Regions from separate parts of the Zea mays genome. Here all the other regions are linked to region 7. The links are chromatin contacts, called in public Hi-C maps. All regions are on one chromosome and are shown on one strand. Each heading gives the region's core, a stretch centred on a gene start, on an enhancer-like site or on the middle of the called end of the contact. The rest is flanking DNA. Distances are from core to core; before and after follow the strand shown. Region 1 holds the start of LOC100284892 (alpha-L-fucosidase 2). Region 2 holds the start of LOC100282347 (craniofacial development protein 1). Region 3 holds the start of LOC100285863 (alpha-L-fucosidase 2). Region 4 holds the start of LOC103650140 (dihydrolipoyl dehydrogenase 1, mitochondrial). Region 5 holds the start of LOC100193911 (Golgi apparatus membrane protein-like protein ECHIDNA). Region 6 holds the start of LOC100217075 (GDSL esterase/lipase LIP-4). Region 7 holds the start of LOC100194020.

Evidence for each region. Hi-C and Micro-C count contacts between places; a contact is called where the count stands out from the background.
Region 1: a contact with region 7 is called in a Hi-C map of ear, with 4 times the contacts expected there. The contact joins the promoter of LOC100284892 here to the promoter of LOC100194020 in region 7. A contact is called at or near these places in 12 of 25 Hi-C or Micro-C datasets (bundle sheath, ear, endosperm and 4 more) and 1 of 3 datasets of contacts at active chromatin or transcription factors (leaf).
Region 2: a contact with region 7 is called in a Hi-C map of endosperm, with 2.5 times the contacts expected there. The contact joins the promoter of LOC100282347 here to the promoter of LOC100194020 in region 7. A contact is called at or near these places in 3 of 25 Hi-C or Micro-C datasets (endosperm, leaf and root tip).
Region 3: a contact with region 7 is called in a Hi-C map of tassel, with 4 times the contacts expected there. The contact joins the promoter of LOC100285863 here to the promoter of LOC100194020 in region 7. A contact is called at or near these places in 9 of 25 Hi-C or Micro-C datasets (bundle sheath, ear, endosperm and 3 more) and 1 of 3 datasets of contacts at active chromatin or transcription factors (leaf).
Region 4: a contact with region 7 is called in a Hi-C map of leaf, with 3 times the contacts expected there. The contact joins the promoter of LOC103650140 here to the promoter of LOC100194020 in region 7. A contact is called at or near these places in 6 of 25 Hi-C or Micro-C datasets (bundle sheath, ear, leaf and 2 more).
Region 5: a Hi-C map of tassel shows a contact between it and region 7, with 6 times the contacts expected there. The contact joins the promoter of LOC100193911 here to the promoter of LOC100194020 in region 7. A contact is called at or near these places in 4 of 25 Hi-C or Micro-C datasets (bundle sheath, ear, endosperm and 1 more).
Region 6: a Hi-C map of ear shows a contact between it and region 7, with 3 times the contacts expected there. The contact joins the promoter of LOC100217075 here to the promoter of LOC100194020 in region 7. A contact is called at or near these places in 3 of 25 Hi-C or Micro-C datasets (bundle sheath, ear and tassel) and 1 of 3 datasets of contacts at active chromatin or transcription factors (leaf).

Annotation. Positions count from the first base shown.
Region 1 is chr3:61,088,564-61,092,448 of Zm-B73-REFERENCE-NAM-5.0, reverse strand. It overlaps LOC100284892 (alpha-L-fucosidase 2), which reads right to left and starts at 1,304. Exons shown (of 5, transcript NM_001370684.1): 1 at 707-1,304. The coding sequence starts at 1,097.
Region 2 is chr3:60,358,839-60,362,782 of Zm-B73-REFERENCE-NAM-5.0, reverse strand. LOC100282347 (craniofacial development protein 1) reads right to left here and starts at 1,881. Exons shown (of 6, transcript NM_001155259.1): 1 at 1,636-1,881; 2 at 1,428-1,559; 3 at 170-250. The coding sequence starts at 1,467.
Region 3 is chr3:61,133,586-61,137,321 of Zm-B73-REFERENCE-NAM-5.0, reverse strand. LOC100285863 (alpha-L-fucosidase 2) reads right to left here and starts at 2,405. Exons shown (of 5, transcript NM_001158753.2): 1 at 1,983-2,405; 2 at 434-619; 3 at 111-268. The coding sequence starts at 2,280.
Region 4 is chr3:60,392,485-60,396,584 of Zm-B73-REFERENCE-NAM-5.0, reverse strand. It overlaps LOC103650140 (dihydrolipoyl dehydrogenase 1, mitochondrial), which reads left to right and starts at 2,418. Exons shown (of 2, transcript XM_008675787.4): 1 at 2,418-2,909. The coding sequence starts at 2,649.
Region 5 is chr3:61,251,279-61,255,228 of Zm-B73-REFERENCE-NAM-5.0, reverse strand. It overlaps LOC100193911 (Golgi apparatus membrane protein-like protein ECHIDNA), which reads right to left and starts at 1,766. Exons shown (of 6, transcript NM_001138983.1): 1 at 1,589-1,766; 2 at 1,335-1,391; 3 at 1,048-1,251; 4 at 893-952. The coding sequence starts at 1,603.
Region 6 is chr3:61,203,066-61,207,126 of Zm-B73-REFERENCE-NAM-5.0, reverse strand. It overlaps LOC100217075 (GDSL esterase/lipase LIP-4), which reads right to left and starts at 2,669. Exons shown (of 4, transcript NM_001143445.1): 1 at 2,231-2,669; 2 at 1,051-1,400; 3 at 720-990; 4 at 229-634. The coding sequence starts at 2,528. The coding sequence ends at 402.
Region 7 is chr3:60,816,712-60,820,827 of Zm-B73-REFERENCE-NAM-5.0, reverse strand. It overlaps LOC100194020, which reads left to right and starts at 2,799. Exons shown (of 6, transcript NM_001139083.1): 1 at 2,799-3,141. The coding sequence starts at 3,065.

The sequences.
Region 1 (3,885 bases), core at 55-2,554, 270 kb before region 7:
GAGTCGAGGCGAAAAAAAATAATTGGCATGATTGTCACGGGCCACACTTAAATAGCGACGGACGGAGTACGCACATGTACCTTCGGGCCGACATAAACCTCTTTTTTTCAAATCCCACTATGGCCGATGCATGCTACGTCAACGTCCTTTAATTTCATCATCTTTCCTCCACTTGCATCGCGAAAAAGCCCATTTGTTTCTTTTTAGCCTTTTATTTAGAAGATAACAGTCACCATTATATATTTCTTTTCTGCGCACAAACAAGCTGGAGTGCTGGACGTACCTAGCGGTCTACTTGATCCGACAGTTGAAGGTCTGTTTGGTTCTCCACACTGAACTTTAGAGCCTTAATTATTTTATTAGAATATTTAGTTTATTTTTAATCTCTAATAAAGCTCTAGTGTAATAATAGAAGGCGAGGTAAAGTTTAGAGCTAATTTTAAACTATGCATCTAAACCTCTCGTTTAGAGTTTAGAGAGAAATCCAAACCGTTCATTGGTGGTGTGTTTCAGTACTCAGTCTATGTAGGATCTGATGGAGAGTTTACAAAAAAAGAAAATGGAGGAGGCAAAAAAAAAGTGAAGGATTTTACTGCGCTTGCTTGAAGTTGAATTCCAAGCGTGGCGTGGGGAAAGCACGTCTATGTCGTACCAGTTTGAGCTCGCGACGATCGTGGAAGGAACGAAGTGAGAACTAGCTACTCACAGATGAAGTCGATGACGAGGCGGCCATCGGAGAGCCTTCCGGTGGGGCGGCGGAAGAAGGTGCGTCCCTCGGGCAGGTTAATGTTCATCCCGTTGACCGCCGCCATGCCGCCCGTGTCGGAGTTGGAGTCACCGAAGTTGAAGATGACCACCGACGACGACGACGACGACGGGCGCGGTGGAGGAGTGGTGTCCCGCCGGGCACCAGCATCGGCCTCCACCGGCCGCGGCGCCACGGCCAGGAAGCCGTACCCCGCGGGGTCCGGCGCGTACCGGAGGCAGGCGAGGACGAACGCCGCCGCCACCCCGGCCATCACAAGGTAGTGGTGCAGCCGCAGCGTGGCGCCCGCCGCCTTGTTGCCCCCTCCGGCGCCTGCAACAACGCCGGTCATCCTCCTCGCTCTCTATGCCTAGATCCCCTTCCGATCTATCTAGTCTCTACACCGTCTGTGGTCACGCTCCGCGCGGATGCCCACCAAAAGCGAGCAAAGTCTCCTCTCGATCTCCCGCCGCGCCCGTGCAGTGCAGTGCAGGGCCGGGCGCGACTGCGTGCGTAGTATGTATAGGCGGCATGCAGCAGTTGAGGTTGAGAGGTTGAGGTGTGGCCTCAGCCTTTTTTCCCACAGTAGGTAGTACCGTAGTAGTAGCAGCATAGCATCTCCTCGTTGTCGGGAGATGACGAGACGTCGCACGACGACGAACCGACGGAGCGATACAATACAACAATGGTGGTGGGGAGAAAAGAAAAGGAAAAGGAAAAGGCCAAGCGCGCGGAGAAAGGCGATGCATTAACGCGCGTGTTTATGAATCGATCAGGACCCTCCGCTGGCATCTATGGCGCCATGCTTGGAGTCAAGGGCGGTTGGTGGGGTGGCGGGGTCTGTTGATGATGGTTTTTGCGATATACTCCAAGCATTTGGAGTAATAAAGGCTGGATGCGCGACGCGCGCGCGCGAGGGCGGAACGGCGACGGCGCATCTGATCGGCTTCGCTTGCTGCCTCGGGGACCGACGGCGGCGCGGGAGGGGAGGGACGGGACGACATCATCAGGTAGGTGCCGGGGCGCGCCCACCACCCGTCCGGCCCCGTGTGACTTGTTAATGGCGCAGGACCGCGGATACCGATCGACCTGTCGACTGTGCTTATGTAGGAGTACAGATCGGAAGCTCCCGCGTATATAGCTATAAGCTATAGTGGGCACCGCCGTCCCGTCCTGTGGCGGGAGCAGCAAGCAACAACGCCATCGCGAGCACGACAGTGGCCGCTCCGCTCGTGCGCGCGCAGACGGAGGAGAGCGGGCTGCGCGCGTCCTGTGGCACCGCATGACGCGCATTCGTCGTGCTCGAGAGCGACTTTATATTTATACACAAGACAAGAGTGAGCCCTACGGTTTAGGTTTACGCCCGGTGGCACCACACGACACGACGCTGGCTGGAACTGGAACCAGCAGGAAGGTTTTTTATCGATCTGTCGTGGCCTCCTTGGACGCACGGAAACGCATTCCTTGTCCGTCATGGCGACTGCTTCGGCCAGAGCGCGCGCGAGATGCCAAGTGCAAGCGTGACGTACGCTCGGGGGGCCCCACCAAGACAGAGCGAGCGGCACGGCGGTTGCGATGTCACTTTGCAATCAACGTACCAAGCTAGATGCGACCGAGCTAGCAGTTTTTTTGTTTTTCCACCGGCACCGGCGGGGTCTCGGGAGAGCTGGTAAAGTAGCCGGCCGACGGTGATGGGCAGACAGCTTGCGAGGGTTTCAACCGTCCGGACTCGGGAGAGAAGCTAGGTAGGTCCCAACCGCAGCAAGAAGGTACGTCGACGTCGCTCGAGGTGAGGCGGCCCAACAGCGCCTGCCCATGTGTTGTGCTCTGTGCAGGGAGAGGGTCCTTTTGGACGTGTCCGAAATCGGGAAAGATCAGCGTCGTCCTTGAACGGACCCCCCGGCCCCTTCTTCGCCCATCGCAACCCAACCATACACTACTCGATTCCACCAATCAGTCCGCGCTCGAGTCGTCCCGTCTAACTTGACAGTGTTGCCGAGTCACATCGGACTTTCAATTATTGTTGCCAACAAAAACAAAACCCCCGCCACTCTATGAGATCACACAGTACAAATTATGTATATGAAGAAATCGCCCACCTGATTTCCCGGGCTACGCCGTAAAGAACCAACCAGGACCGCCCAAATCCCTTCTTTTCTTTTCTTTTCTCGATGCGACGAAAACAGCACACCTTAATACCTTTCATATTGTCTCCTTTTCTTATTCAAAAGAAACTACCATCAGCATAGTGCTCTAAGGTTTATATAAAGGTGTTGCTGGGGAATTCTCCACCGAGTTTGGACCCATCCTTATCCCCATAAATCTATATTCACCCCCGTATCTTGTCTTCTAGCGGTGATGCTAAAGCTCACTAGTAGACTTGTTAGTTGTGGGTTCTGAATCACTAAGTATCAATCAAGGGATATTTATTTTAGTGGGAGTAGATTGTATTAAATGTTTAATATGATTTACTATATCATGGATATTTTTGTCTTAGTATTTTGCATTATTTTGTTGTAGATAAATGGCACCTAGCACACCAACATTTACTTTGCGATCAATTCTTGAAAAGGATAAGTTAAATGGAACAAACTATACGGATTGGACCCGCAACCTGAGAATTGTTCTCAAGGCTGAAAAAAGGAAGACGTTCTAGATACCCCACCGCTAGAGGATCCTGGTGAAGATGCAACTGCTGCAGCTAAAACCGCTTACAAGAAAGCAATGGATGTGAATCTTGAAGTGAGTTGCCTTATGTTCGCTTACATGGAGCCTGAGCTGCAGGTACAGTTTGAGATAAACCATGAGGCGCACAATATGATCGTGGCGCTCAAGGATATGTTCCAGACTCAGGCTAGGACTGAAAGGTTCAATGTGTACAAGGCCTTTCTTGAATGCAAGCTAGCAGAAGGTGCATCAGTTGGGCCACATGTAATCAAAATGATTGGTTACAGTAAGAGGTTGGAGAAGCTAGGCTACCCAGTAGGGCAAGGGTTGGCCACTGACTTCATTTTGGCATCTCTTCTGCCCAACTATAGAAACTTCATTACTGTCACACCCGGGTTTTAGAGGCACGACCAAACCCGGGCGCGAACTTCACCAAGTGTGTTAGGATCAAGTCTCACACATATGATGACTCA
Region 2 (3,944 bases), core at 632-3,131, 460 kb after region 7:
GAACACATTGCAGTAAGAATATGGTCCATAGCCTATACATATGCATCACAAATTTGTTGACCCAAATATCTAAAAGGCTTGTTTCTAAAAAAATAAGCACAAAAGCACAACATTATTTTGGAACACAGAGGAGCAACTCAAAGCCTGGTGGAGCAAACACTATACATACCAACATCATGAGATTCTTGATGTGAGCTACTAGTGTTTGCAGAAGCAGTAAGTGTTTTATCTGCAACCGCACCTTTTGACCCTGGATCAAAACACATAGCAGAAAAATTACATCCACAGAGCCCCTAACTGAAAAAAGAATGAGAAACAATTATGGGGTTCTGTTCTGATCAGACATTAGTTGTGTTTTAGCAAGAAACAGTTGTTGTGCATTCTAAAATACCATGCATGCATTTCATGAATAGTGACTATAAACAGACATATTGTTTGACTTAATAAAAGATTATAAAGAAGAGAACAAAAAAATGTATCCACAAACTATATCAAACACGCTAGTCCAACACATTGCCTTCGTTTTCATGAGTAGCAAAAGTGCACTATATAAAAAGGTCATCACATTAAAGTAACTCGGAAGTCAAACCGATTCTACTGGAAGTTGTATGATCAAATCTTTTCTGTGGTTTTCATATCCTAAAAAAGGGAGTCATGTGCTGTTTCTTAGTCTTGTGCTGATACACAATGGTTCACTCCCTCCATTTGTGAGGAAGGCATGAAAGTTACTAGTGCCAACTGTTGTGCCATATATTACCCATTTAAAGAGGTAGACATCTAAAAAAGATAACTATTCTAAACCAAAGTATCAAAAGATACAGAACCCTTACAAACATGTTCTCAAGGGACATAACAAGAAATGAACTGCATGTTCCAACATAACCCATCTTTCTATAATTCTATGTATCCCACATACCAAAGGGTCAGGAACTTGTTTATACATTTCAAGCTGTTATCTCATCCTACTTATGAGACTTGCATCAAAATTAGACATCACATCTGAAAAGATAAATCTGCAGAAGTATCCTATAAACAGTCCTCTGTTTGTGTCAGAGTTGAAGTATGAATGTCAGGATCACTCACATGCATAGGACACTGGTAGCTAGCCTGAGCTGTAAAGAAACTAATGACAAAGCTTGAAATTTAATCGTAATGCGACCTCACAAGAAAAGGCAAGTAATGAACAGTAACTTTATCAAGAGCCGTACAGGACTAGAATACCCTGCAGACATATAATGTTACGAACGAATTACAGGGAGGACGATCTCTGCACTGAAGACACAGATTTGGACGCGCAAATCCCACAAGGAACGCACCATCTAGCTTGTAATCTCCCTTTGCATTTTTTTCAGCGAGGATTCCAATCCCATCAATGCAAAACCATGCAAAGCATTCCGTGTATCCAGGATTTGTTTGGGAATTAGTACCTGAGTCTCCCACGTCCCCGGCGGAGCTAGTTGACGCCATCTCCGAATCGATCCCTCGCGTCCCAGCGGCGGTTGTTGGCTTTGGCTTTGGCTTTGGATCCGCCTCCACTCGAGACTCGGGACTTCCAGCTACTGCTCTTTACACGAACGTCTGCTCACTGGCAATGCCTAGGAGAACCAGACCAAGAGCAAGCAGTCTGCAACTTACGTGAAGGCCGGGACGCTTTCTGGGCGTCGGCAGGGCGTCGACGCTAGAGCTACGGGCGGCGCTAGGGGCGGCGTCGGCGCGCGCTCGGAGGGCGGAGAGGCCAGGAGAGGCAGGGGCGGCGCGCCGGCTCTGGATCTGGAGGACACTCCTACACGCACGATGACGATGTGGTGACGCAGGCGGCTCCGGGGGCTGAAAAAGAGAGGAGAGGAAAGAACTAGGCTTGGCAGCGGGTCGGGTTCTGACCGATTCCAGCGGTTTTTACACCCGGTGGTATAGGTGTACATTTGGATCAGGTCTGATGGGTCGGTCCGAAGCAGAAAAAAATACGGTCTAGACACGGTGTTGGTGTTTTTTTTGGGCAGCACCAATCACTAGCGGTATACCGCCTGGCGGTGCCTCCGCGGCGGCGCGGACGGTCCGCGACCTGGGCGCAGGAGCGACACCTTCCCTGCGTTGCACCGGACGGTCCGCGCATAGAGCCGGACGGTCCGCGATGGCGCAGGGTCGTCTTCCTCCTTGCTGGAATCTAGATCTCGCACCTGAGGGAGAGATCTTAGGGCTCTTCGGGTCGATAGGTCACCCGGGGCGTCCCTAGACAACGTGGAGCTGCATAGGAATTAAGAGATCAATTCGAGGAAATGACCTTGGGTGTACAACTAGATCTTGCCCCCCGGAAGGGGTAAGATCCTAGGGTCGTCTTAGGGTCGGCAGACCACCCAAGATGGATCTAGACGACATAGAGTCGAATAGGGGTGGAGGTGGATATGCGGTAGACTATAACTAAAACTACGCTACATCTACTCCTAGGGCAGGAAAGGTAAATAAAGTAATTGATTCGATTGGAATGTGTTCAGGGGTTCTCAATCGGCCGTACCCCTTTATATTTATAGGGGAGGAGGTCTGGACCTGTTCCTAAGAGATAGCCAACAACTCCCACGTGATTAGATGGATAACCACACACGAGATAAGGATAAACACCTGAGTTAATCTAATCTCGGGGCACACGGACTGTCTAGGTCTAAGGGTCGGACCGTCCGCTCATTTTGGTGTTCAACATATGCCCCCCTTCCTTTTGGTGGAGCTTGGCGAACCAAAAGCACCAGCGAAAACTTCGGAAACAATTGACCTCATGAACTACTTTGTCCCCGAAGTAAGGACTCAGCTCGATGCAAGTCATCGGCTCTTGCGATCAGATAATATAAATACTTGATGGAACTTTAATGCACAGAGGCCGTTTCGGATTGCATCCTCTTCGGCCATGTCTGCCTGATCATCCTTTCAATAGGCAAAAACCTGTGGTGCCCCCAGCCCAAATAAGCAAATGAATTGAGCCAGTAATACGGATTCATCGTCGTACCACCCCACGCATGAGTAGGACAACACATCGACGATGGATAGACCGGAAAGCACCGCGCTATCCCTGGAGGAGGATGACAAGGCGATCTTGGTTGTGCTACCTTTTGGGTCGGTTTAGTCGGCTTTTGTTTTCGCGCAGATCGCCCTTTTGACTTTGTTTGTTTTATTGGCCGGTTGTGTGGAACGACCATCTTCATATATTTGGTAAGCAACTGATCAAAAGTAGAGCCGACTCTACTGAGTCGTCCAGACGTCTTAGTAGTGTTTTGTTTCCTAACACTTGTTTTGGAACGTTGTGGTCCGATGGTCTGAGGTTGCTGCTTCTGACCGTTTGCGAACCGTCCGACCATTATAGCCGGACCGTCTGCTCCTGTCTCCAGACTGTTCGGCCTTAGTACCCGGACCGTCCGGCGTACGCAGGATAGGTGATCATGATCGGGTGTTCGATCGTGCTTGCCCCCCGGTGCCTTCGGTCTTTCTTTTGTCCGGAGCCTTTCGAGTAACCATTCTGCGTGACATATTTGGTGTGCGGGGATCACCAATGACGATATTTTTATCTTTGCTTTTATCGGTCGCACAAGGCCGAATTATGGCCTTTTTGCTCGTCGGCTCTAATGTGGTGACAAGGACAGGTGGCCTGTCAATTTTCACCTCTTTTTGAAACCTCAACCAGCCTTTGTTTATAGACGATTGTATTTGCCGACGGAAGACGACACAATCATTGGTGTTATGGAGAAAGGAACCATGCATTTTGCAATACACGCACCCTTTTAATTGTTCAACCGGAGGAATTACATGTGACAATTTAATATTACCATGTTTAAGAAACTCATCAAATATTTTATCACACTTAGTAATATTAAATGTGAACTTAACTTTTTCCTTTGTGTCGAGTGCGGGTGAGAGCGAACAGAAGGTTTGGCCTTAGTGGGCCAAACAAGCTCAGGGAC
Region 3 (3,736 bases), core at 1,156-3,655, 320 kb before region 7:
TGTCGCGGTTTAGTTTAAAAATAAACTAGCCGGCGACAAATATTCGAGAACGATGGTAGTAATTGTCAAACAGTATAAATGAGAAAAAAATAAAAAAACAGAAGCTTTACCTGGACAGCGTCCTTAATCTCAGCAAGAATTGGTGGGAATTTGGCAATAACTTGATCATAGGGCAAGTTTGACAGAAGAGCGTTTACATCGTTCTGCCCTATGTCTATCATATATAGAGCGTTTTGGAATCCTTGTGCATCAATTGGACCACTTAGACCTGCATTTAACAAGTGTGGAAGGCAGTAAGTTTGCAGTCAGCTGTTCAGGTAGATCTCTCACTCAATGTACATGTAAATGGTTCTCATCTCTTGTTCATTTGTGACGGTTGATTTTATTTTGTCGAGGAATTATATTGGTTGAATATGATCAGAGTTCAACAAACCTTGATCGATGAGTTCCAAGGATCTATCTCTGAAGTACAAGAACTCCTGCACTTGTATGTGCAACGCAAATGGAACATCTCGCGGTTGCGTTGCTGCGCCAGCAATGGCGAAATTTGCACCGTTGCTGTAATTGGAGCCTAACGCCTTCAGAAATGGGCTCAAATAGCTGATGTTCAAGCTTTCGCCTGGATGCAATTTGGGGCCCAACTAAATGTTAGCAGGAGAACAACCATTTCTAGCATCAGTTAGTGATTTGCATGTACATGAAAGAGACGCATGGTCAAATTAAAATGTGAAGAAGAACATAAATCAGTGTAGAAGAACAACTCGCACAGACTTGCTCAGACTACAAGGTGAGGCCATCTCAGTATGCATTTGGCAAGGCTTGACGATCCATGCAGGCGAAAAGCAGTGGTCAGTTTATCTGGAACAAAAATGAACTCCCTCGAAAGTATTACTGCCCATTTATTTTCTCTGAGAGAAATGGGCATAAACAGGTATATATATCACCGCTTTCTTGAGATGTGCAATTTAAGTCGTCTCCTGTAAGGTGGAAAATGTAGTATGCACACCATAATATTATGAAACTATTATCAGAACAATTATAACTGTACCAGTCTGTTATTTATCGAGATATTGATATACTAAAAGATCAATTTGTATACTCTCCTTTTCTTTTATTTAAACAGAACAAAAGAAAAGGTGCTTGCTAGCTAAGGGATCATGTTGTAGCAGCCACACTGAAGGAGTGAATGAATGAATGCCGCCAGTCCTTGGAAAAAAAAAGAAGAGAAAAAAAAGGAGCTGATGCATTTGGAAAAGCACTAGCTCTGCCTCTCCTTGAAAAATTTGGGCATTTATCATCACGCGCGCACCGGCGGACCGGCCTGACCAACAACGAGCAGTCCAGCATTGTAATATAAATGCAGAAGACAGAGAGAACAGGTCAGAGACAGACTCTCGTGTCAAGGAAACAAGGCAGCTGGCGCAGAGTCTGCTGCGACCATGAATGATCACAAGGACAGGACACTAAATGAAATTAGACAGGAACAGGGACAGGGGCCAACCAATCTAGTAATTCGAGTTACGAGCAGAGCGCTTTCACGTGATAGTCCTTAATTAGCAGTGTTGCTTAGCTGAGGCAGTGTACTCTGGTTGGCAGATGGTAGTAGTACACATGATTAGCTTGAGCAACATAATACATGAGCTCCTGCACGTGATGCCGTGGTCTCAGCATCCCCACCGCATCTGCACTTTGCACGGAAAACAGATCCTGGCTGGCTGCTGATAGATGTCATGGCAAGATATTATGGGGTTCATCCGTCAGTGACTGAAGCTCCAGAAGGGTGATGTATTGGATGAGTTGTGGTATACTAGACTACTAGTGCTATACTAATTGTTAGTATCAGCCGCATGGATGATGACACAAAAGTTCAGATACGGATGGCGAAGACTGGATTAAGAACGGAACAGAATCCTCTGCAGAGCGCTGCTCTTTTTTCGGGGATGGGATAGGAATGGGGGTGGCGCCGGCCGGACTAGACTCACAGAGGAAGTCGATGGCGAGGCGGCCGTCGCAGAACCGGCCGGTGGGGCGTGGGAAGAAGGCGCGGCCCTCCGGGCGCGTGAGGTGCCACCCCTTGGCCGCCGCCATGCCGCCCGTGTCGGAGTTGGAGTCCCCGAAGTTGAAGAGCACCGGCCGGGACCCAGGACGGCAGCTGAAGCCGCCCGCGGCCGCTGGCAGCGCCAGCGCCGATGCTGCTGCTGCGGCCAGCGCCAGCAGCAGCCATGCTGCCGCCGCGGGCCGCGAGGTGGCGCGGGCGAGGCTGCCGCCCGCTGCCGACATCGGCGACCGCGCTTGACCCCTGTCCGTGGCACGTGACGTGCTGGTCGGGAGGAGAGAGAGAGATACGGGTCCTAGATAGATGTGGTCGCGCTCGCTGTCCGCGTCTGGCACTGGGTTCTGTGCCGGGATCGGGGTGGTGGCGGCATGGCTGGCTGCCTGGGCAGGGCAGTGGCATATATGCTGCTGTGGTGTGGTGTGCAGTGGGGAGGGGACGGATGGAGCTACCCATTTTACGACACGGTAACGCGTACTGCAATCATGCCAACGGGAGTGCCGTCGTCGTTTCCGTTGCCGTGGGGTGCCATGCGACGGAGGGTGCTGCCTTACTCCACGTAGTACACTGCTTTACAAAGATAAATCATTGAATTATCTCCTTTTTTGTTGTTGTTGTATTAGGAAATATCTAGTGTTTTCCTTTTTCTTTCTCGATCCATCTGGACGGTCCCACCTAGAGAATTGAACTTTTCCGTATGAGGGGATTGGATTGGAAATATGCAACCATGGTCGAAAAGAAGCGCCACTAACCTGTAATCTATCCATAGGTCGCTCTGGTTTTAAATTTGGTCAGCACGGTCAATACCTTGCCCTGCCCAAGGAACGAACAGACAAATCTCTAGTTTGTTGGTTGCGCTCGCTGTTTTTCCCTCCTACTGGTCCTTCACTGGTGTGGTGCTTCGGGGCCAGGGCACAAGATCTTGCCTCTTGTAGCATGCATGCATGCATCAGCCGACCGAAGCGTGCCGACCGGCTATAGATTTACTTAACACGTGAACCTTCGTTCTATGCGAACAGTGCACGCACGTGACCTCATCAACACAGTGTGTGTGTATATATATATATATATATATATATATATATATATATATATATATATATATATATATATATATATATATATATATATATATATATATATATATATATATATATATATATATATATATATATATATATATATATATATATATATATATATATATATATATATATATATAGGGAAGAGGTAATGGAAGCCCTGGGCTTCCGTTAGTGGGCGAAGCCCCAGCCAGGAGGCTGATCGGGTCGCGTTCGGCCCACTGGACGCCAACTTACGTCAGCCATGCATAGGATAGCCACGTATCCCGGCTGAGACGCGACATGCGATATACGCACACATAAATATATGTACAAATGTGTATAACTCATGCATAAATGGAATCTTTTATGCCACGAATCACGGGAAACGAATATTTGCATGTGCTTGCCGGTTACGACTGCATAACGCTGTGATACATGATAGCGTAAACCATGCAAACATTTAAAATCTCCCACCGGTTTTAAGATAAGGAAAGACGTGTTCTTCGTGCGCGTAAATAAAGGCGCAGTTACAGTAGGAAAAAATACGCACGCATAAATCATGCATAGAAGGGATCTTTTGTACCTTGACTCACGGAAACGAATATTACCATGTGCACAC
Region 4 (4,100 bases), core at 1,169-3,668, 420 kb after region 7:
TGCTACCCCGAAGCTTGCGAGGAATATTGTGGCCTCTGTTGCTGACTTCCTCTGTCATCATTCTGGGAGGAGTGGATTGATCTGACGTGCCTTGGGTGAATTCTCCCTCCGAAGCCCCTGGTCATCTCAGAGAACCTTTAGGCTTCCTCCCTTCTTTGACGAAAGTCATTATCAGCGCGGATGTATTCATCCATCTTTTGAAGCAATTTCTCTAGGGTCCAAGGGGGTTTCTTGGCAAAGTACTGGGCTATAGGTCCTGGCCGAAGCCCCTTGATCATGGCCTCAATGACAATTTCATTGGGCACCGTTAGCGCTTGTGCCCTCAGACGCAAGAACCTTCGGACATACGCCTGGAGGTATTCTTCGTGATCTTGCGTGCACTGGAACAAAGCTTGAGCGGTAACCGGTTTCGTCTGAAACCCTTGGAAACTGGTGATCAACATGTCCTTCAGCTCCTATCATGATGTGATCGTTCCTGGCCGAAGAGAGGAGTACCAGGTTTGCGCAACATTCTTGACTGCCATGACGAAAGATTTCGCCATGACTGCGGTATTGCCTCCATATGAAGATATGGTTGCTTTGTAGCTCATCAGAAACTGCTTCGGATCTGAGTGCCCGTCATACATGGGGAGCTGGGGTGACTTGTAAGATGGGGGCCAAGGTGTAGCCTGCAGTTCTGCTGACAGAGGAGAAGCATCATCAAAAGCAAAATTTCCATGATGGAAATCCGCATACCATTCATCCTCGTTGAAGAAGCCTTCCTGATGAAGCTCCCTATGTTGGGGCCTTCGCTCTTGCTCATCTTGAGCGAGATGGCGTACTTCTTCAGTAGCTTCGTCAATCTGCCTCTGAAGGTCGGCTAGTCGAGCCATCTTCTCCTTCTTCCTTTGTACCTGTTGATGAAGCATCTCCATGTTCCTGATTTCTTGGTCCAGCTCGTCCTCCTGGGGTGTTGGACTAGTGGCCTTCCTCTTCTGGCTTCGGGCCTCTCGAAGAGAAAGAGTCTCCTGGTTCGGGTCCAACGGCTGTAGAGCGTCAGCCTCTGTCGCTGAAGCTTTCTTTGGTGGCATGACGAAGGTCGGTGCTTACCGAAGGTGGTCGAAAAGAGTTCACCGGAGGTGGGCGCCAATGTCGGGGACTTATTCTCAAATGCTATGAGTTAAGAACAAGGCAACACAAAAGATGTTAAATGTTAAAGTCCTTCGTCCTTCGAAGCATTATTTCCCCTGGGACATAATGATTTTCGGACGAATGTTATGAAGGACATACCTTCATCAATATAAGATATAATAATGAAGAAGAAATCATATGCAGTATAAGAGATAACATAAACAATTATGTATTGTTATCAACTCATTTCTATTTTATTATTATGGAAAAACAGAAATGATATCAAATTACAAGTGTACATTCGACTTGAAAGAAGGTAAAAGTACAAGCGTGACGCAAAAGCAAATGCCAAGTCAGCGTGAACAGTATGGGAGCACTGTTCACCTATTTATAGGCACGGGACGCAGCCCATGTAAAATTACACCCATGCCCTTTACATTTGCTAATGACTCTATAGTAACCCATCGAGGTCTGAATAACCTTTTCCTTTTTAAGTCAGTTTCCTTTTCTGCTATCGTGCCGAAGCTCTCCTGCACATAGCTTCGTCTCTGCGCCAACCTTCGTGTTCTTTGTGCTTCTTCATATGGTGGTTCTGATCCGAGTCCAAAGATACCTGTTCATGTATTATACTCCAGAAACATTGTTAAATCATGTTTTTGAGGACCTTCGGAAGCCGAAGGCCCCCAACAGTTGCTACTTTATCTAATTGTCTATGGTGTTTTTGAATAGATGATTGAATTATGTTAGAAATTTTGTAATGGTACTTAGATGGATATACTTGACAATTGTATAATATAAATGTTTAATCTTTGTGGGTACGGATGACCCGATAAGTACCCGTTTGGTTAGAGGGACTAATCTTTAGTCCCGTTTAGTCTCTATTTTGCCAAACGAAAGGACTAAAGTAGGGACTAATTGACTTTAATCTCTAGTCCCTCACATGGGTGCTAAAAGGGACTAATTGATAATATTTACTTCAATTGCCCTTGCTTAGAAAACTATTGTGAAACAAGAAAATAGGTATTTTAGTCTTTATGTATTAAATTTAATGTATTTAGAATATGTTTAGTCCTTACAACCAAACAAGGTATAGACTAAAGGCATGTTTGGTTTCCTACCTAAGGCGCCACAATCTGCCTAACCTTAGGCGCTCGAATTGAAGAACTAAGGTTAGGCAGAAAAGTTTGGCACATTGTGGCGTCTTAGGCACCAAACCAAACAACCCCTAAACTTTAGTCTTATGACTAATGAAACCAAACGGGGCCTAAGTAATTCATACTACATAAGTATGAGTATGGATACGAGATAAATTCATATACACCGGTGTATATGGGTGCTGGATATAGCTTTTTTTTTGTCGTGTTGCCATTTCTACCATAGGTGTTTCCCTTTTTGCTACCTCCATTCCATTGTCTTTCCATCCCCGGTTGGCCGGTTCCCCACGCCCACCTTTTCTTCTTCCCATCTCGTCTCTCTCTTCAGCGCGCAAGGATCTCTTCGTCGGGGAGAGAGGACCAAGGAAGCGCCCGCGGAGAGAGATGGCGCTGGCGATCCTAGCGAGGCGGCGGGCTGCAGCGGCCGTGTTGCGGCGGCCGCAGACGGCGGCGGGGGCGGCCGTGTCCGCCTGGAGGGCGTACGCGGCGGCGGGCGAGGAGAGCGACGTGGTGGTGGTGGGCGGCGGGCCCGGAGGGTACGTGGCGGCGATCAAGGCCGCGCAGCTGGGGCTCAAGACCACCTGCATCGAGAAGAGGGGCACTCTCGGCGGGACCTGCCTCAACGTCGGATGCATCCCATCCAAGGTGATGCCCTAGCTCGTCTTCTCAGCTTCTCGCTCTGGTAACCCCATTGCTGTGCCACCAATCTCTTTGTTGCGATGTGATGATGTTTGATCTGGGGTATCAGATCTGTGAGAATCGCGGATTTGGGGGTATATTAGGTCATACGGCTGTGAACCTAACCTGTTAGGTCCTTGATGATGCAGTTTCTTGGGTGTGGGCTTCAGCTTCGTTTCTGCAGCGGATAAATCTGGTGATCCTGAGAGCTTTTTACACTGCTAATAGGGTTTCAGAAGCAGTTTTTGTTTCACAGCATTAGGGTCCCTCTGCAAGAGTGATGGCACATAAAACTTTTGTTTAAAATTTGCTGTCAAGGATTGGTATAATTATGAACCAATCTCCTGTTATGTTTAGAAGTCTTCAGTTTATCTCTGCTGCCCATTTGGAATCGGTGCGAGATATGTTATAAAGTGCTTGTCTAATTGCGTTTCTTTGAAATCTGGCATCTGCTTGGTGATAAATTTTTACTACAGCATCATCAAAGTTACTGGTATTGTTTTGGTGTACATCAGTCACGGACAAATATTTTGAAATTGTTTGATGTACCACTAATCAATGATCTATAGTTAGGTCAAAATAACGACCATCCACTAATTCTAAATGGGGTGACTACTTCATTTTGGTTTCATTTCCTGTTAAAGGACTGTTATGGTTTTATGTAATTAGTTGAAACTATGTGCAACACTTCTTTTTGTGTTCGAACTTTTGGCAGCATTTTGTCACACCATATGGTCAAGGGCAGTGAGGCCGAGGCGGAGATCAAGAGATCACCTGGGCCACTCTATCTGAAGAAATACATTGTTTTCTCTTTTATTCCTGTACTTCTTTTTTCCTCGGGGCCCTTGGAGACTTATAGATACAATTTGGAATTCCACCAGGGTCCCATGGTCATGGGTCTAATTGTTTTTTGTTGACCGAATGGGTCCAATTGTTAATAAAAGAAGTAAAGAACACTTCGGTTCATCTTTTACGTGTCATGTGGGGTCTCCCCTACATCCGAAGACAGCACGCCAGGGACGTTCGGCGGGTTGCTGAGCGCGCTGCGTCCAGGTCCAGCGTCCAGGAAGGAAACCAGGAACATATTATTAGTTAGAATAGAAAGAGAAGTAATTAGATCCTAAAGTTTAGGAGGAGATTGTTTCCAGAAACAAATTA
Region 5 (3,950 bases), core at 517-3,016, 440 kb before region 7:
TGATACTATATTAAATACTCTGCTCGTTTTTGAATGGTTATCCCACAGGATACAGGTACAGAGAAATATATTCAACTGAAGACATGTATCTAATACTATGAGTTGATCACACATCTGTGCACACCTAGATTCAGCCCCTTTTCCTGGTGAAGGGTAACTTCAGGGGTACCAACACTAAAAAAACTTGATCTGCGGGGATAAGACAGCCCCCGGGCATTATATTAAGAAGACCTCATGCAGGTCGAGAAAACCCCTGAACCCCTGCCCCACTCATACACAGCGGCACCGTAGCCCATGTGAAAAACGACCAAGACCGGGACCGGGCCTTAGACTTGTGCTTTGGCGTGGAACAGACGAGAGGATTTTTTTAACCACAGCCTGAAATTCGCTCCCATGGGGAGTCAAAGTCAGGACCTAAGGAGTGCTACTCAGACCACCTAACCAACTCAGCTAGAGACCCTTTCGCGGTATCAACACTCAAAGGAAATAAAGTTTACAATAACCACACACTTACAAAATTACAACCAACGTCTCCCAGAATTCCTATGAGCCTATGCATTCATATCCATTTTAATAACAGCAGCAAGTAAGAAATGCATGTAGTGCCTTATAGTTTATATACATGAGTAATTGTCAATACTCTCACTAACTCTATGTGGAGGAATCTTGCATGCTTCTACTGAGTTCATAGAATTCCTTGTAGGTGGGTGTTATTTTACATAGGCTCCTCATCTCATTGTTACTTCCCTAAGAAACTAACTGCATGTCGTCTGAGTATACTAGTATAGATGTACATTCAGCAATACTTCAAGCAACATGAAACTTCTAATAGTACTACTTATTATTCCTACCAGAATATATAATAATAAATAGTGGCCTCTACAGCACTTACAGCCAGATATAGAGTCCACCAGAACAGCCATGAGTCCTTCTTATTCATCCTAGCCAGGGACTGCAACAAAAGGGCTAATTGAATATTTTGTGTGCACAGCTGGACCAAAACAGGCAAAAAAGGAAAAACAAGAATGTAAATTGCCAAATTCAAACCTCTCCATCAAGGCACTCAAACTTCCAGACACTCTCTCCCTCATCGTTAATCTCATTCCACCACCGCAGCCCAACCAGTATCCTTCCGCTGACATTCTTCACGACCCAGAAGTCAAGTGCTGCGAGGAGCACAGTGATGACAAAGATGATGACGAAGTTGTTCACGAACAGTGTGGACAGTATGTAGAACGCCAATGCCGATGCCTTCAGGGAGAAACAATCAGAATCAGCTAAAACCTAACCACAGTTCTGGTGCATATAAGATCAGAAACTGTAGCCATGTGTACCTTGAAGAGAACATGGAAGAAGCATGTCTTAGGATTTGCGTAGTTCTCGGTAACCTCCTGCAACAGGGCGGATCCAGTGAAGAACAACATGGGTGTACACATTCACACACGATAATTTTTGCAACAAAACAAAAGAAATGTTATGCATGATACTACATGATATAACAGATCCGAATGTAAATAGCTTCAGTTAGGGTTTGGGCGCTCAGTTTCGCACAGAAGGAATGGAAGACAAGAGAAGAGGTATGGGGTACCTGTTGGGTGCTCATCGCCGGCGAAGGGCCCGGCGACAACCTGGCACCTGGCGGCGGGGGCGCCGGGGCGGCAGCGATCGCCCAGTCGTCGCAACGAGAAGAGAGACGCGGGGGCAACGCGAGAACCTGGCGAGCGTGGCGACTAGCGAGTAGCGAGGGAGCGTAATCGGGGAAGGCAAAGCGGAGCAAAAAATGCAAGGCCTGCAGGGAGTCCAGTCCGGCCCTGCCGTTTTGACAGGAAGTATCGGGTCGGGCCAAGAAACACTTCGACACTTTTTGGCCGGCCCGAACTCGACTGTAGCGTGGCATCAGCAAGTGCAAGTATTTTGGGCTGCCTTTAGCCCTTTACCCATCCATCCGAAGTGTTGAGTTAGTTGTTTCTCAAGTTTCAAAACAAACTATTCAGTTGACCGTGCATTGCGACGGCTCATAATAACATTTATATAACATATCCACTAAAAAGATTTCAAGGTTTTTTATTGATTGACTCTGCTCTTCGCATAATAATTTTTATGAACGCACGGTATCGGGTACCGTAATTAAGGGTACCCCCAACACTCCTAAACACGGTTGGTAACCACCATCGGCACAAACCGTAAAGGCTGATGGGCACGGTTCAGATTAAGGCTTCGTCTACTCAAGGGACGTGATTTCGCCTCGCCCGAGCCCAGCCTCGGGCGGGAACTGTAGTCCCAGACGAATTCTCGCCTCGCCCGAGGGCCTCCTCAAGCAACGGGCGCACCCTCGACTCGCCCAAACCCCAGCTCGAGCAGGCTTCGTCGAGAAGCAACTTTGGCCAAATCGCCCCTCCAACCGACCGTATCGCAGGCGCATTCAATGCGAAGATCGCCTGACACCTTATCCTGACACACGTGCCTCAGTCGGCAGGGTCGAAGTGACCGCAGTCACTTCGCCCTTCCACTGACCGACCTGACAGGAAAACAGCGTCGCCTGCCCCGCTCCGACTGTTGTGCCACCCGCCAGGGTGAGGCTGACAACAGCCAAGGCGCAACAGGAAGCTCCGTCTCGCCCGACCTTGGGCCTCGGCCTCGGACGGTGGTCTCCGCCTCGCCTGACCCTAGGGCTCGGCCTCAACCTCGACCTCGGAGGAATCGCGTCCTCGCCCGACCCCGGCCTCGGCCTCAGGAGGAGTCTCCGCCTCGCCCGACCTTGAGCTCGGACCGACCACGCTACGGGGGATACATCATTACCCTACCCCTAGCTAGCTCAGGCTACGGGGGAACAAGACCGGCGTCCCATCCAGGCTCGCCCCGGTAACAAGTAATGATGGCTCCCCGCGTGCGTCCATGACGACGGTGGTTCTCAGCCCTCTACGGAAGCAAGGAGACGTCAGCAAGATCCCAGCAGCCCTGACAGCTGTGCTTCTATAGGGCTCAAGCGCTCCTCCGACGGCCACGTTACCGCGTACACAGGGCTCTAGCACCTCTCCGACAGCCACGTTGGCATGTACACAGGGCTCAGGCACCTCTCTGTCGGACACGTTAGTGAAAGGGAAATGTGCCCTTGGGCTATTTCTAAGTATTTTGGTGATCAAGTGCCAACACAAATGGTTTAAGTATGAAACTATGCCAAATGGTGGAAGAAGTGCAAATCAACACAAAGGTATGATTCTAGACTTAGTACATTGGTTTTTGTGTACTAACATATGTGTCTAAGTGCTAGAATCAGAGAAAAGACAAAAGGAAAAAAGAGTTGGCTGTGTACAGCCAACTACTATTCAGTCTGGGTGCACCGGACTGTCCGGTGCGCCAGGCTGGCTCTGGTGAAAAGGCCGCTCTCGGGATTTCATCGGCGGCGTACGGCTAAAAATCACCGAACTGTCCGGTGAGCCAACGGTCGACTGCGCCAACGGTCGGCCGCGCAATCCGCGCGTGAGCGTAGCCGAGCCCACTGTCTGATGGGGGCACCGGACTGTCCGGTGCGCCAACGGCTCCAAATCTTCAATGGTCGGCTGCGCCAGAATAGGAAAGAAATCAGCACCGGACAGTGTCCGGTGGTGCACCGGACTGTCCGGTGCACCACCCGACACAAGGCAAGGATAGTCTTCCTGAATTGCTCTCAACGGCTCCTAGCTGCCTTGGGGCTATAAAAGGGACCCCTAGGCACATGGAGGAGTACACCAAGCATACTTTGAGCATTCTTGATCATTCACACTCCGTCTTTGCGCACTCGATTGACATTCTTAGTGATTTGAGCTCCGTTCTAGTGGTGAACTTTGTGCTATTCATTTGAGCTCAAGTCTTGGTTGTGTGTGTGCGTTTTGCTGTGGATTTGTGTGTGTTGCTTCCTTCCCTTACTCTAGTGCTTTCACTTTGATCCTTATTGTAAGGGCGAGAGACTC
Region 6 (4,061 bases), core at 1,420-3,919, 390 kb before region 7:
AAATAAATTGCAACTAACATAACACAAGATTAGATTTCAAGTTGCATAGATTTATTTCTTTGGGTCGAAACGTCGAGGAGTATTATGTTTCTGGACCAAATTCAGGGTAATCGGGGCCCTTGCCGCGAACCAAACAACTGCTTATATAGAAAGCTATGACAAACCCTTAACAGGCCACCAAGCAAACAAACCCTTAACAGGCCATAGCACTTCATCTAAAGCCCAGCTAGCGTTAGCGCTTGAGTCTCACAGGTAGCGTGCGTGACAAATAGGTCAATCGCGAATTATTCAGCATGATATGATCTGCGGTGCTTGTTACATTTCTTAGTTACACGAATGGATTCTCTCTCGCAACAGCTGAATCGCTCAGCTAGCTATGCTGGGTCGTACTCGTACGATGGTCATGCCTGGCAGAAGTAGTCGAAGGGCATTTGGGGCGTGGAGAATTGGCCGGAGAAGATCTTCGCGGCAACAAGGGCGTTTGCGGCGTCGGTGTAGTGCACGCCGTCCCAGCTGACGAACTTGGTGCCGTCCTCGCACACCCGGAAGCCCGGGCCGAGGCAGCTCACGTTGGCGTTGTAGTTGTAGGGCGGCCCGCCGTAGCCGCAGCACGCCATGAGCGGCTCCTCGAACCCTGAAACCGTGGATCGATCGATGAGAGCGAGGCCTCCTGGATGCACTCATGGATCGGAGGTCATCGATGAGACGCCGTCACTGACCGTAGGCGGTGTGGTTGGCGATGAGGTCGTACTTGACGAGCAAGACGTCGGTGTAGACGATGGTGGCGCCGCGCAGCTGCGACCTGAGGCCGTCGCAGGCGGCGCACAGCTGACCGTTGAACTCGTAGGCGCCGTCGTTGAGGGTCTTGAGGCAGCCGTTGTAGTCGAGGTCGCTGTCGTCGGGCCTCGGCGCGGCGAGCTTCTGGGGCAAGCAGCCCAGAGGGCCGGTGCCGTGGACCCAGAAGTTCTTGGCGCCGTTGTAGTAGAGAGTCTGCAAACGCCGTACGTTGAATTTTTAATCTATTTTGATTGATACTATTTGCAGACGTACCATGATAGCGTCCTTTATCTCTGACACGATAGCCGGGATCCTGTGGTGGACGACGTCGTCGTAGGGCGCTCCGCTCCCGAATGCGGCGGACAGGTCGTTCTGGCCGATGTCGATGAGGTAGAGCGCGTTCCGGAAGCCGTCGGCGTCGACGGGAGCCGTCCCGCCGTGGGCGGCGAGGTCGAGCGAGCGCTGCTTCAGGTGCAGGAACTGCTGGACCTGGACGTGGAGCGCGAAGGGGACGTTGCGGGGCAGCGTGGAGGAGCCGGAGATGGCGAAGTTGGCGCCGCCCGTGAAGTCGGAGCCCACGGCCTCCAGGTACGGGCTCAGGTAGCTCATGTTCAGGCTCTCACCTGCTTGCGCATTGCATTATTACTTATTAGTGGTTAATTCGGGAGGAGGTCCACCACACGCAGCATAGCTAGTGAGGCGCCGCGGCGAAGTGGCAATCGACTCAAGTACTGCTGCTGCTGTGTACGGCCGGCAACGACATCAGCAGGATCCAACGCGGCGCGGTGCCGGTTCGATCAGTCAGGGATGAAAGGACTCAGTTCAATGCTGCTGGCTGGCATGCACCACCAGACGGACGGCTGTAATAACAACCGTCTCTTGTTGCAGATCAGTGCAGCCGTCACGTCTCATCTTGACTGCTCCACGGTAAATTAATTGATGAGGAAGAAGATAATGGAGGTCACAAATGTGGAACAGACTGTGGAAGTGCACGATAGGTAGCACACTAGCAAGTACTCCCTCCGTTTCTTTTTATAAGTCGCTACTAGCAAGTACAGTAGCAACTGGTGGTATGCATGCCAGTAGAAAACCAAAGGAGGATGAAGAAAGATGGAATGAAAACTCGCGGTTGGTGCGCGATTCCTTGTCATTTTCTTGCGATGGTGGGGCCGTGCACGCGCGCTGCTTATCATTATTTACAAATAAAAGACGGCCTGCTCTAGTTGCGACCATTAAGCGTGTGTCCGTCACCATCAGTTGCCACCAACCAGAAGAAGAAAGCACATCATCTATCCCTATACGCCAATGCAGAGGACGCACGCTTGCAAATTGAACATGGATACGCCGCCAGCTGCGCGCGTCGCCCTCAGAGTGCGTGCGTGCGTGAGTGTCCTCAGCATTTGTAGGCGACTCACAGAGAGGTGTATAGCAAGGTGCTAGCAGGGGCACTCACAGAGGTAGTCGATGACGAGGCGTCCGTCGCAGAGGCGGCCGGTGGATCGGCGGAAGAAGACGCGGCCCTCGGGGAGCGGGTAGTAGTGCCCCAGCCCAGCCGCCACGCCGCCCGTGTCCGTGTTGGAGTCCCCGAACGCGAACACCACGGGCCGCCGCGCGCACGCCGCCGCCGGCGCTGGCTCTGGCGCTGGGTCGTCCTGTCCGGACACCGTCGTCGTCAACACCGCAACGAGGACTGCAGCGACGGCCGTCGTGAGCACCGCCGCAACAGCTGCACCAGCGCCACCAGCAGCCATGCCCGCCCGTGTCCCTCCCTGCTGGCTGGATGGGCTGTGCCTGCGCGTGCGCTCTGTTCTGTATGTACGTGTGTGTCGTGTATCGATCGGTGTATGTGTGTTTATAAAGTAGCCGGGCGTGTAGTGGCTGAGCAAAGTGGCTGTGCGCGCGCGTGGTCGATCGATCGGCCATGCATATATGCCCCACAGCTGCACGCATCTCACACGGGCAAATGACAATGTGACATGCAACATGCAAATGCAACGTACTGGCTTTCACGGACCACGGGCCGTGTGTTCTTGATTCCAAATTCCAAAATCTATGCAACATGCTAGTACGTACTAGCTAGTGAGCTAGTACCTAGGAGCGGGGAAAAAAACAAGTGTCGATGGTACTAACAGCGGGTATATCTAATTAAGGGCCGGGGTCAGTGTACACTGTATTCTCGCTTTTCTGGGCGCATCATCATCATTCAACAGGTAAAACGTACTGTACGATCTCGAGTGTTTATATTAGTTCTACTAGCTAGCTAGCTTTGGTAGCTGTAGCGAAATTGACATTGAAAACCGATAATTATTATTAATTGCTAGCTTGATAATAATGTTTGGTTTTTTTATGTTTATGAGTACTATGTTGATGATAATTAATTAAAACACGGTATATTTTATTTTAGACTTCTATTTGTGTGTGCATATGAGAAGTGTATTTTGGTCTATATACGGTTACAAACATAAGATATGAAGAAGTATATGCATTGTAGCAAACGGTTTATCATCGAGTTGTGTGGTTGGTGGGCATTTTGACAAAGCCATACGTGCATTTTTTTTCTAAATATCTCGGCTAGACTACTTTGGGATAGATCAAGTCTGCTTGCTAGCTACAAACAGTCACGGATCGGAGACGTACGCGTTGGTAGCATGACCAATTGATCATCATCAGTCTCGCCGCCCAGCACGCACCGAATGGGCGGGAGAAAAGCCACATGCGTCGCACAGGTTTGCAGAGGCCGGTGTGTCTGTTCCATTCCATCCATGCATGGACCGACCGACCGACCAACGACATGTACATGGAGACGTGCAGGTGTAACCGTGACGCGAGCGCCACCAACGGGCCGGCCGGTGCATGATATGATGCATGCGCATCATCGGCTTACAGGTCGGGAAGAAGAAGTGCATGATATGATGCCTGATGCCTGGGCCTGCGGTGTGCGGTGGTCGCCTCTAGATCCCTCGGCGGCCGCATTCCCCTTTGGGCGTCACCTACTTGCCCAGTGCGCGCGCGAGTCTGGATGGACGGATCCCTGCGGATCATGATTCAGGCATAGTGCGCCGAGATAGTGATGGGGGCGCACGCCTTGCCGCCGCCCAGCGCGCCCACAAAGCTTGCGTGAGATGCCGGCCGACACGGCTCCGCTATGGGCGAAACGGCGCTTCACGGCACCCATCACCCGAACGAACGAACGGTCGCATCGCACCAGCTTACCTCTTCCAGTCTCCTCCAACGTTGGGTTTGGCAGTTGGCCACTGCTTTGGTATTCTCTGCTATCTTCTATT
Region 7 (4,116 bases), core at 1,550-4,049:
GAAGCGTTGATGGAGCTTCGCGCGTCTCGGCGACTGTTGATGGCGTGTCGTAGATCGTTTGGCGGGTGAGCAAGCGGTAGAAGATGGTTGGCTGCCTGGGTGAACAGTCATCGGTAGCCTTCGGCGTCGGGAGTCCGAGGGAGTCCATCAGCTATCCGAGCTAGTACTCCTCCAACTTCGCTCAGCGTGTTCATGGCTCGGGCGAAGTCGGGATTCAGGTTGCGCCCGAAGAATGGATTCTCCCGGCGTTGCCTTGCATCTTGCTCGGCTTGTTCCTGAACCCGGCGGCGATCACGTCGTCGGGAGTTCCTTCGTTCTCTGAAGACGCGTTCCTCCGGAGTTTCTCCTATCTCCGAGACCTCGTCTCGCGAGACAGGTTGCTCCGGATCTCGTTCTCCAGCCGCGTGATGTCGTCGAACGTTCCTGCGCCGGTTTCTCCGTCCGCGGGATTCTCGTTGAGGTGGTTCTTCTCCGGGTGCGGTTGGCTCATCGTCGGAGACGGGAGGCGACTCCGCTCTCCCGATGAAGAGGACGTCGGGATAGAATGGTGCTGCTGTCGTGGCGACCTTCTTTCCGTTCTCCTTTGAGGGCGGAGGAACGGAAAAAACAACTTGCTTCCCCTTGGTCTCCTTCTTCCTCGCGATCTGTGTCCATTCTTTTGTCGGGGAAGTAGACAGTGGAGTTCTCCGGGTCAGCGGGCTCTCGGCCCCCGACTTTCCGGAGACGATCTTTTTCCGGAGAGCTGGAGGTTGCGCTTCTCCGACATTTTCGGAGTTTGTTGGAGGAGACTTCTTTTTCGGCGGATCCGCAATGCGGTGTAGAGTTCCCTCTTCATCTGCTACGGATGAGATTGTTCCGAAGAAGAATACGGATCCGGGGCGGAGGGTGATCTTGCTGTGGAAGGTGACGGCCATTGAGCTAGCTTGGATCATCGACACACCCCCTACCTGGCGCGCCAGCTGTCGGTGTTTTGGGTCCAACCGCACACCTGGGGTTGCCCCTCAAGGTGTTTTTAGGAGTAGGACGGTGTCGCCGACTGTAGCAAAATGGTTTGTGCCAGATGCACGAGGGACAGTGGACAATGTTTACAGGTTCAGGCCGCTTAGAGATGTGTAACACCCTACGTCCTGGTGAGTATGCTTGGTGAATGAGATTACAAGGGAGCTCTCCGAATTGAGAATGCAGAGAGTTGAGGTGGATGGCTGAGTGATAGGGTCGATCGTTCTGAAGGGGTGCCCCCTAGGCCTTATATACTCGACCGTGGGGCAATACACGTGGATATGATAACAATGTGTAACTAAAAGATAGTGAACTGTTTGAGTTTATCTCTCTATAGTTCCGTCGACCTATCCTGGCATGGCCCCGTTGCATGGGGGTTCCAGCGCGGGAAAGTCGGATCTCTGTTGTGGTCGCTCGCTCGACGTTGTGGGCCGTCCGGGCTTGCACCAATCCGGCCTCATGTCGATCTGCTTTGCTGATTGTCCCTCCCCAGGGCCACGAAAGAATGACCTTACGATTTATTGGGCCCTTGGGCCTTTCGTGAGGTCTTTTACTCTTCTAGTGGACCCGGGGGATATCTGTCCCCCACAGTGGGAACATACAATTAGGCCTGATGTTCCAATTGACCTAAGAGGGTATTTTCTTCGTACCACCTTCTCAACAGTTTAATTTTTTTCTATGATAATCATTGTATATAACATAGTTGGCCAAAGATTGTTCTATAGGCTTAATACCAGCTACCTCGTTCTACAAGTTATGACCATGTGGGGAAATGACAGACGAATGAAATTTATTAGGGTGAGTGTAATACGTTCGTTTAATGTTCAAACATACATTCTGGTTACATAATACAAATTTGACGTTTTGTTCTCTGTTGTCTTTGTGTGTAGGATGCAAAGATTTTTCAAAGGAACTTTGTGATTGATCTGTTAAGTTATGAGGACAATTCGTGTCGATATGTCATCCCTGTAAATATACAACAACGACTTATTGATATCGCTGAAAAAGACTAGATTAGTGTATGGTTGTCGACATATTTGTTTGTCATTACAAAGTTCTAAATTAACTCTTTAGAAATAATTTGTATGATATAGATAATGTTTACCACACAAAACTTACATATCATAGTGATATTTTTCGTTCCGTTTATATATTTCATACAAATTTTTTTACTCCCGTCGCAGCGCACGGGCACTCACCATTATATTCACGCCGCCCATCGCTAGGGCTCTAAGTGTATTGGAGGCTCGCAATTTGTGTTCTGTAGTATTGCACGGGCACCTAGGGCTTAAGATCTTTTCAGAATGCAAATATTTTATAGAAATAAAGCAAAAATTTTATAGCAATCAGTTTAATTTTATCATGTACTGTAAAAAATAAAAAATGAACAGGCGATTTGGTGTCATTCATGCGGAGGCACGCGCGATTCATTCAGCACGCCACGCGATGCGGGGATGTGGAAATAACAGAAACGAAAAGAAGGCCGCCTACCTGCCATTTTTGAGCACGTGGCAGGGTTGACAGCAAGGCTCAATAGGCGCATTACACGTGCCCCCCTTCCGCCTCGCTGGTGCAGCTTTCCTCGGTTCCTAGCCCCCGTCGCCACGACTCCACTCCCCGTTCCCCGATAGCAGGAAAGCGAGAAACAGCCACCACAAAATCTCCGACCCGGCCCCACTGACGGGACCCACTCCTCGGTTTCACTACGACCCTCGCCCAATCCAGGCCCCGCAAGTCAGTGAGGCGAGGCCGGACGAATGGCAAGTTGGGCAGCGCGGTCCGAGGGGCGCCGCCGACCCGACCGTGCTGGAAACTTCTAACCAAAACCCCTAATGTCTCGAGGTGGCGCACCCCAACAAACTGGCTCCGCCTCCTTCCTCCTCCCCTCCGGCCTCCGCCGCTGCCTTCTTTTCCCCGTGCGCATAGTCGCTCGCAGAGGCGCCGACATCACTTCGTCCGGACCGGAAACACGCACGAAGTGAGGACCAGCACCAAACACCGCGCCGCTTCTCCTATATTTGTTCCTCTCCCGGAGCCGCATCGTGTGTAAGCGTGTGGCGGATCCATGGCAGCGGCGGCGGATACCTCGGAGGCGTCCGCGGCAGGAATCGCGCTCGCAGAGGCCAATATCAACTGGGAGAGGTACGCGCCACGTTCCCCTTCATAGATAGAGAGTTAATAAGAATCCAAAAGAGGAACCTTTTCATCCTGGAAGTCAGGTTACGTTTGCGGCCTGGCATCTTTTGGTCCTTCTCCAGATCGCCAGCGTGCTTTTAGTTTGGTTGGACTCTCAGCCCGCCGCTTGCTCCCGTGCTTGGCACGGGCCGAGGATGAGGAATGGGCAGCCAGGGAAGAGTGGGTTACATGAAGGTGATTCACGGGCGCATTGCGTCTTTTCCCAACCTTTTGGTGGGCGGGGGCCGCGGCAGAGGTCCACGAGATCAGTGCCGCAGATGTGGACGGGGAACGGAACTTGGTATTCTGGGAAACCTGTAAATTTAATTGGCAAAACTTGACGTGTTTAGAGAGGAATCGATTGTATTCCCCAATTCCAGCAGCCGCTGCTATGTTCAAGCTGGTAGTTACTATACTTCAATCTGCTTCAAACTGGTGCGGTTAACAAGTAGACATGTTTTTTTCCCATTGTTCATCTTTGTATGGAAATTTGACACAGAGATGAGCATGTCCTTAAAGAATAAGGAAATCCAAATGCTTAGCTTTTACATATGACGTATTGTTTTAGTACACATGTAACACGTCCCAGCAGTTTCTGATTCTAATTGTGCTTCTGGGGTCCTTGATTCAAGCCATAGCTTATAGGGATTTGTACTGAGACCTTATGTTGTAAATATTCTCCTTTGTGGCATATGAGTTCTCAATTTCTCAAGGCAATTTCCATTAGACAGGCAATAGCTATGCACAGAACTGACTTTTGCCTTTAAAGAATGGGAGATTCATTTGTGAACTAACGTCTACACCCATCAAGATTTCATGAGCTTTCTTTGTGCCAAAAGTTCTTCAACGTTTGTACATGTAGAAATATTTGGAGAATTATGTTAAGTGAAGAAAGTAGTTCAGGTACTCCTGATTGTTGTAGATCACTCTAGGGTTCATAAA